2 separate regions of the Rattus norvegicus genome follow, and region 2 is linked to region 1. A link is a contact called in public Hi-C data. All regions are on one chromosome and are shown on one strand. The core of a region is the stretch at or near the end of the contact, and the rest is flanking DNA. Distances in the headings are between cores, read along the strand shown. Region 1 holds the start of Cep43 (centrosomal protein 43). Region 2 has its middle 86 kb from the start of Rnaset2.

Evidence for each region. A called contact is a pair of places that touch in the nucleus more often than the background predicts.
Region 2: a Hi-C map of prefrontal cortex shows a contact between it and region 1, with 3 times the contacts expected there. The contact joins the enhancer-like site here to the promoter of Cep43 in region 1. A contact is called at or near these places in 10 of 12 Hi-C or Micro-C datasets (the A7r5 cell line, the Rat2 cell line, Schwann cells and 6 more) and 1 of 1 datasets of contacts at active chromatin or transcription factors (oligodendrocytes).

The regions. Positions count from the first base shown.
Region 1 is chr1:55,110,177-55,114,496 of GRCr8, reverse strand. Cep43 (centrosomal protein 43) reads left to right here and starts at 2,988. Exons shown (of 13, transcript NM_001101008.1): 1 at 2,988-3,173; 2 at 3,385-3,438. The coding sequence starts at 3,072. It overlaps LOC134484997 (a long non-coding RNA gene), which reads right to left. Exons shown (of 3, transcript XR_010062886.1): 1 at 3,870-4,320; 2 at 2,644-3,414.
Region 2 is chr1:55,217,308-55,221,290 of GRCr8, reverse strand. It overlaps a transcript of Rps6ka2 not described here. Among named protein-coding and RNA genes, the nearest start is that of Rnaset2, 86 kb to the right of the region's middle. Within about 2 kb of position 2,245, at least 27 of the 93 cell types and tissues checked have an H3K27ac peak or open chromatin away from gene starts, as enhancers often do. A contact at or near this core is called in prefrontal cortex, where this site is marked.

The DNA of each region.
Region 1 (4,320 bases), core at 1,739-4,238:
CCTTAGGAGTGTGCAGGACAGAGATAAGAGTTAAGAGTATCCAAGATGGAACATGAAAATTAGTAAATAGTAACTCAGATTTAGTGGTGGGAAGTAGATTAACAGCACGGAGCTTAGGCAGCTGCCCAGCTATTATGCTGTTTAAGGCATATTTAATATAACGGCTGTGTGTGTGTGTGTGTGTGTGTGTGTGTGTGTGTGTGTGTGTGTGTGTGTCTTTCATTCAGGAACATAAACCATTGAAGTGGGCAGTCACCCTGTGCCGCCATTTACAAAAAAAATATTAATACTACACATTTTGTTTTTATCTGGGTGGGCATTTTGCCTACATTTATGTTTGTGCACCACATGTTTGCAGAGGCCAGAGGAGGGCAGCGGACCCTCTGGGGCTGCAGTTATAGGCAGTAGTTAATTGCCAGTAGGTTCTGGGAATCGAACTCAGATCCTCTAGAAAAGCAACCAGTGCTCTTAACACCAAGCCATCCTTCCTAGCCTTATTTTATTTTCTAAAAGATTTATTTTTGTAGTTGGGAGGGGGTCAGTGGATATGAGCATATGAGTACAGGTGCCCAAATAGGTGTGAGGTGTCAGATCCTCTGAAACTCGAGTTACAGGCATTTATAAGCTGCCTAGTGTGGGTGCTGGGAGCCAAACTCTGGTCCTTTGTAGGAGCAGTGCGTTCTCTGAACTGCTGAACCATCTCTCCAGCCTCTGATTTTTTTTTTTTTAAGGGATTTAGTCTCTCCAATAAGAGACTGTTTTGTTCCTGGCCTTTAGACTGGGGGAGGGGAAGGGGGACATGCTCCAGGGTCAGATTCAGTTTTGCCAGGTGTTGAGCCTGCTAGCTCAGGAACAATTTTCCCAAGTTGCCAGCTTCCAACTCACACTGCAGACCCAAGCCCTTGTCAGTCTCCATGACTTTGTAGGCAGATTATAATAAAAGTCCTATGCAAGTAGGTATGTGTCTATGTATATGTTCATGGGCATCTTGCTACTCCCATATACAGAGTAATTTTACTTTAGGTCCTGACTTTCTCCTATATACAGACTAATCTTCCTTTGAGTCCTGACTGCATTCTGTCCAGTTCCTTCTGCCTGGAGTGCCCTCTCTTGCTCACCAGCAAACCTCCCAAAACAACAGCTGTTCGATAAACCTGTTGGGGAAGCCATTTGGCTTTGGTAGCTCCTGCTGCTGTAACAAAATACCACAGACCAGGTGTCATCCACAACAGAAACTGATCTTAGTCTTCTAGAGGAAGTTCAAGATGGTGTCAGTGTCTTCAGTTCCTGTTAAGAGACCCTTTTGTGAGTTATAGTGTTGGGAGGGTTTGGGACACTGACCTGGGACACTGATTATGACCTCATCCAACCCTTACTAGTCTGTGGAGATCTCATCTTCACTGCGATCAAAGTAGAGGTTATAGTCTCAGAGTCTTAAGCATCTCTAGTCTCCCTCCAGGCCCTCTAGCTGCACTTTTCCCTGTCCTCCCACAAGGGCTCACTCCAAGGCTTCAGACTGCTGTAAAGATTGTTGTCTGAGTTCCCAGACTGCTGGCTGCCTGGCTGTGGGAATTAGTTTTGACCATGTTCAAGCCTCTTAATTTGGGGTCTAGAACTGGATAGCCACTCAGTTTTAAAGTATTGATTAAAAGCATTTCAAACCTTTCTGAATGCCCAAATCTACAGATCAGCTAATGCCTCAAGCCCTCATTCTCCAAAGTAATATGTCAAGGTCTGCATTGGACCAGCTCCCCCACCCCAATGCAGCTTCCTTCTGCCAATCATACCAATGCTGCTTTCACTGCACATGGACCAAGCCAAGCACAGACAAGTTTATTCCTTTACTGGAGCACTCTCCCCTTCATCTGTCCCTAGCTTGAAGTTTGCACACTCCAAGGACGCCTTAGTTTGTCCAGATCTATTAAACCCATTTTTTCCTGTGCCCAAATTGTAATTAGACTGCCAGCATGGGAAATACTTTGCACCTTCTCTGTGTTCCGTGTGACCCTTCTAACCCCTTAACTGTTCTCCTTAAGGCCAGTTTTAGAAATTAACCTCTCGGGGTTGGGGATTTAGCTCAGTGGTAGAGCGCTTGCCTAGGAAGCGCAAGGCCCTGGGTTCGGTCCCCAGCTCCAAAAAAAAGAACCAAAAAAAAAAAAAAAAAAAAAAAAAAAGAAATTAACCTCTCAATGATTCCTTTCTTGAAAGATATAGGAAAACAAACAAAAAAACCACTCTTCTAATTTCTTTCATAAACTGAAAAGCAGCACAGAAAGCGTTTAACTTTATTCTTATGTGCATCTGCATTCATACTGCACAGGCCACCTGCATGAGTTCTAAACCCTTTTACAGACTGGTACCGGAATCTTTGTGAAGTTCCAAGCCCACACGGTTGAAGCTTCCCATGTATGCGGCAGCCTGGAATTTACCCTCCTGGTTGATTGTTTTTTCAAAAGAACAAGAGCATGGTACCAGACAGCAGACTTTCCTACTCCCTCCCCACCCCCGCGGTCCAACTACCGCCGCCCCGCAAAACCGACTTAAGTTGAATGTGTATACGCACACACAGAGGCAAGAACAGACCGCCTACACGTTGCTCCCGCTTAGAAACAGCCCCTAGGAAGGCCCCGCCCCACATCTTACCCCGCCCACTTGAAGTCTCCGCCCTGCCCCGCAGCTCGCTTCTCCTTCCCTCCTAGAGGCTCTCCACTGCCACCACCACTTCAGTTAGAGGGACCGGTACGTTCAGCCGGAGTGGACTCTTCTCTCTCACACAGGAACGGGGGAATTAAGTGCAACCTAGTGACATTTCTAATATAATTATAATATGCCACAGAGCGTGTCACCAGAGCCTGACCCGGTCCCATGCTCGTGGCCCCGCCTACAGACCGTACACGGAGGCCCCGCCCTTCACGTCATGGAACCTGCAGACTCTGCTGCCTGGAGGCTCCGCCCCGTTGGTCTTCTCCGCGTGAGGGGCGGGGCTGCGACTGCGCGCTCGCGCGCCGGGCGGCTTCCGCAGCGGCTGTTGGCCGTTAGCGCAGCTTGGGTGGTTGTCTTGGAGAAGCAAGATGGCGGCTACTACCGCCGCGGTGGTGGCTGAGGAGGACACGGAGCTGCGCGACCTGCTGGTGCAGACGCTGGAGAACAGCGGCGTGCTGAATCGTATCAAGGTGCGGCGGAGCGGCTACCAGGGAGGAAGGGCGCGGGACGCGGGCGCGGGGCAGTCACGCGGCCATGGCGCCTGGGCCCGAGCTCGTGGGCCGGGTGTGGAGCACACAGGCCCGTGGCCTTCCCTCTCTCGCTGCACACTCCCTCGTGCCTGTCCCTGTACTTTCAGGTCGCAAAACTGACTTATAACTTGTGGGCTTTTTTTTTTTGAAGGCTGAACTCAGAGCGGCTGTGTTTTTAGCACTAGAAGAACAAGAAAAAGTAGAGGTAAGAGCCCCAGACCTTAACGCCGTACCTCTTAACGCCTGGTTTCTAATAAATGAAAAGCCATTCTGAAATAGTTCAGTGACTAACGTTACGGGGATGGTTCTGAATGGTTAAAAGTTACTACACTCTGAAAGTATTAAGGGTTGTACTGTGGAACCTTTTCCCAAATTCTGATTGGTTGGATAAAAATCTGACCATTACCTTAAAAATATCTCTGTTCTTGTGTCCCCGTCCCCCCCTCCCCCACCACCACACACCAAAAAAACCCTAGTAATCCCTGAATGTTTTGTAACTTGGCTTTTCTGCCTACCCCAGCTCCCAGCAACCATCCTGAGTGTGTCCTGGAACTCCCTGTCAGTAAGAATCACAGGATAATCAAAGTCTTCCTGTGCGACAGATCTCCTCCATCCTTCTATGACCTGTATACCTACCCGCTCTTAACTTCCTCCTTCTCATCCTTACTGCTAATTTTTGACTAGGCTAGGTTCCATTGTCCACGCCTTGGAATCTAGGCTAGGTTCTATTGTCTACACCTTGGAATCTAGGCTAGGTTCCATTGTCCACACCTTGGAATCCCATATTTCTTTGCTTTCTAGTCAAACTGTAATGATCATTTGATCCTCCAGCTCACCTAGCCGCTACACCATCTGACAGTAACCCCTCTCTCATTTTTGGAAATGTTTTGACCTCGGGAAGCTTTCTCTATGTGTTTTCCTTTGCATACTCCTTGGTTTCTTTAACAGGATCTTGTTCCTGCGTACCACAGTCCACGTACTTATTCTGCAGCTTCCCTGTGGTAACTTTGTCTAGTGTCTGTACTACATAGTTCCCTTTCCCAGCTTCAGACCTGTTCATTAGACTGAGTAACAGACTGATGTCCCC
Region 2 (3,983 bases), core at 996-3,495, 110 kb before region 1:
ATTTGACTTACACTTCCTTTTTTTTTTTTTTTTTGAGCTGAGGACCGAACCCAGGGCCTTGTGCTTGCAAGGCAAGCGCTTTACCACTGAGCTAAATCCCCAACCCTGACTTACACTTCCATTTTTCTGTTCACTATCAAAGGACGTCAGGACACGGCAGGAACCAGAGGTAGGAGCTGATGCAGAGATGTAGAGGAGAAGCCATGGGGGATGGGGGTGGGATGCTTACTGGCTTGTTCTCCATGGCTTGCACAGCCTGCTTTCTTTTAGAACCTAGAACCACCAGGAATGGCCCCACTCACCCACTCACAATGGCCTGGGCCCTCCCACATCAATCACTCACTAAGAAAGTGCCCTACAGGCTGATCGTCTGGAGGATATTTCTCAACTGAGGCTCCTTCCTCTCCAGTGGCTCTAGCTTGTGTCAGGTTGCTTAACATTTAAAGCAGCATTGCTGAGTAATAAAGCTGGCCTTCCACAGTGTAGTGGCCTCATCTCCTAACCACCTAATGACCTTAAAAGACCTCTGCGAGGTGAGAAGCCTGTCTCCAGACAGCCTTTGGGCTAACGTCTTGACTCCTGTCTAGGATGTTCTGTCTGTGGCTCTGCCCTACAGAGTTTAGACTCATACTCCTCTGTGGGCCAATTCCTAAAACAAACATGTCTGATATCTACAGAGCTATATGCACACAGCTCCAGACACTGCACTCGTATCCCTCGCTTGCTGCCGCTTCCAAGCACCTCCTGTTGGCTAAGCTTCCAATTCAGGAGAACCTGAGTTGCACATCATTTTGCCTGGGAGAGCATCTCCATCTCAGCTCCTGCCAGCCTATTCTGGCTTCTTGACCAGGGAGTATGGGAAATGGGCCAGTTGTGCAAACTGGCAGGACCTGATGGGTCTCCCTTACCGATGTCTCCTGTATTCTGACCTAGGCGTGTGTCTATTACTGTCAGATTGCTAGAGAGAAGACGGTCCTGGCAGAGGACCAAATGGATGTGATCAAGGAAGGGGTTACCGCAGGAATGTAAGCAAACTCCTTGGGAGATCCCCTCCTGCCCCCCATGACAGGCCCAGGAGACAGAAAAAGGCTACTGTGAAAGGGGGCAGGGGCCGGAGAGCCCACTCACTGTTGCTTTCAGGGATACAGGGAGGAAACTTCCCACCAGTCTCTGTTACACAACCTCTCAGGCAAGGAAACCCATGGCCTCTGAACCCCACAGGCCTCCTGGTATCCTAACACAGGGCCTCCCAGCCCAGCCCAGGGCGAGATGAAACACTATGGAGGAGCAGAGCAAGGCACACTGCCTGGAAACTGGGCATGTGCTCAACCACTCAAGTTGTCAGCTGACAGGACTTTCCAAATGAGTTTTTGTAATGATCAGCAGCTGATTCTGGGCATTCACTTGGAAGGAGCTCAAAAAAAAAAAAAAAAAAAAAAAAAAAAGAGTCATCAAGTGACATCATCAGAGCAAAGCTCTTTTCATTCCCATCTTTCCCACCATCTCTCCATGGCTGTTTATGAGACACACTTCTGCTCGTGATGTCTGAAAACCAGAGGAAGTGGTGCAGAGCCCTGTTGAACAGAGCAGACCCTCCACCGACCCACGAGCACCCACATCGCCATGAGTAGCCAGCTCCTGACCAACCATTTTATTATGCTCATGTATTATCAATCAAAGAGTGAAACTAATCAGCTATATGCTAACAATGGTTATACTTTAAATGGAGAGCAGAGCATTACATTTAAAATGGAACTTCAGTTCAGAAAGATCCTTTACTGCGTGGTGTAGGAAGGTAATTGATGCAGTGCTCTGAGGGAGCCAGGAAGGGAGGGAAGAGGGAGACCCTATTGTCTGGCTCAGCTTCCCCAAGGGGGGTGAACAGAATAGGAATCCAAGCTAAAGGGAAGACTGACAACATCATTTTGCATTCTCAGGAAAAAAAAAACACACTTTTTGGTGTATTTTTGAAGAGGTTTGGCAAGCCTATCTAATCACCATGGAAACCTTAAGCAGTGCCAGGAGTTTTATTGTAAAATACCAGGATGTTTACATGCTGAGAAATACAGCACTTCCCTGTGAAGCCCTAACAGGAGCCTTGAGAGAGCACTTTTTAAGCTGTTTGTTTCTGCTGTAAAGGAGGCCTGTGGGTCCAGGAGAATGGGCATCTCAACTCATCAGAGCAGGTCCTCAGCAGTTCTTGAGAGATATTTAGAGCCAATGACTCATAGGGACCGGGCAAGTAAGCCATAGGCAAGGATCCATAAAGGCCTGGACACACTTAGAGGCCATCTGCCCTGGCCCAGAGGCAGGTCCTGGAGTTCCATAATAACCTCTGGCCTCCACAACCTGCTCTCCAAGGCCAGATGCTGGGGCAGAGCTTGTGACTAAAGAGAAAGACGGTCATATGGCAGCCTAGGTGCACAGGTCTAGAGTTCCTCGTGAGGTTCTAAACCCCAGATAATACAGTAATGAGGGTACTGGAGGAGGGAATTTTGGGATTGGAAGTCTAATAAAAGGAAGGCCTCAGAGAACAAGCAAGGTCCTCCTGGCACACGAGGACACAGAGTTTGGACACCATCCCTTTGACCTTGACAGTCAGCCTCTGATCTGCGAAAAATCATGTCTGCTTTTGTAAAACACGAAGTCTGAGATGTTTTGTTATAGCGGCAGGAACAAACTCAGCAGGAAGAATGAGAAATCAGTCAAATTACACTTGTAAGTGTCCAAATAATGGGTACTAGTCCCAGTGTGCCACGTCAGGAGGCCAACTGTTTGAGAGGTGATCCAGTTGTGAGAAACGGAGAGCCAGAAGTGGGAATTAAAGCCCCAGAGAACTTCAGTCTTGTTCCAGGCAAGGTTGAGACAAAAGTTTCTATCTCTGAACTAGGGACAGAGTACACAGGACTCCTCCCTGCGCACATCTAGACTCCAGCACTGAGGGCTAAGTCTCTGGTGTTCATGGGCCACCAAGCCCACTGCAGTTTGTCACAGAGTCCAAGTAGGCCAAGCCCCTTGGCATTTCTTTACCCTCGATTCAGTTGCTTGCCCAAATTAAAGCTTGATTTTGTGAGACGTGGGAAGCATGTCTTCAGTTTGTCCTGCAACTACAAAGAAAATTAATAATGTCAAACGGCTGAATGACAGCTTCCCGTTTCAGCTTTTGCAGTAGGCAGGCCATAAATCAGGAAGATGCCTGCTCCAGGGCGGCAGTGGGATCTAGACCAGTATAAGAGAGGCAACAGAGAGAGGGCAAAGCTGAGAAACTCTCTAGGCAATCAGGAACTCAGTCTCTGTGGAACTGAGACAATAAAGAAACACCATTATGGCATTAGCACTTCTGTAAATGGTTTTCCTGAAAATGTACTGATGTTTTGTTACCATTTATTTGATGAAGCTTGCAAGCAAATCATAAACCATGAAGGCAGTTCTCCATGAAGGAAGGAGACACTGCCTGGAGGAGCAAGGGAAAGTAAAAAAAGGAAGAAAAAGTCATATCACTCCTGATAAGTCAAATTTTAGTCATTTTATTGTATTCAATTTTTAAAGTTTAAAGGTATTTTATTTATTTAAAAAAATCATATGTGGAGGCTCCTTCCCATGGCACATCCAAGCCCTCCATACAACCACATCCTTCTTCATGGTCTACACCAGTGAATCTGTCTGATCCACCCTTTCATGCACTCTTTCTAGACGTTATATCTTTGGTTCTCAACTTGTGGGTCGTGACCTCTTGGGGGGCGTCACATATCAGTTACTTGCATTAGCAAAATTACAGTATGAAGTTGCAATGAGATGATTTTATGATTGGGGATTGCCACCCACGAGGAGCTGTACTAAAGGGTCACAGTGTTAGGAAGGTTGAGAACCGCTGCTCTAGATCTATCCAGACTTGAACCAGGATGCTCATCTTGCACACTAGACCAGTCCCCTGTATCCACCTGACTTCATCCCACTGAAGAGATCTCCAACCTTCAAGTCCA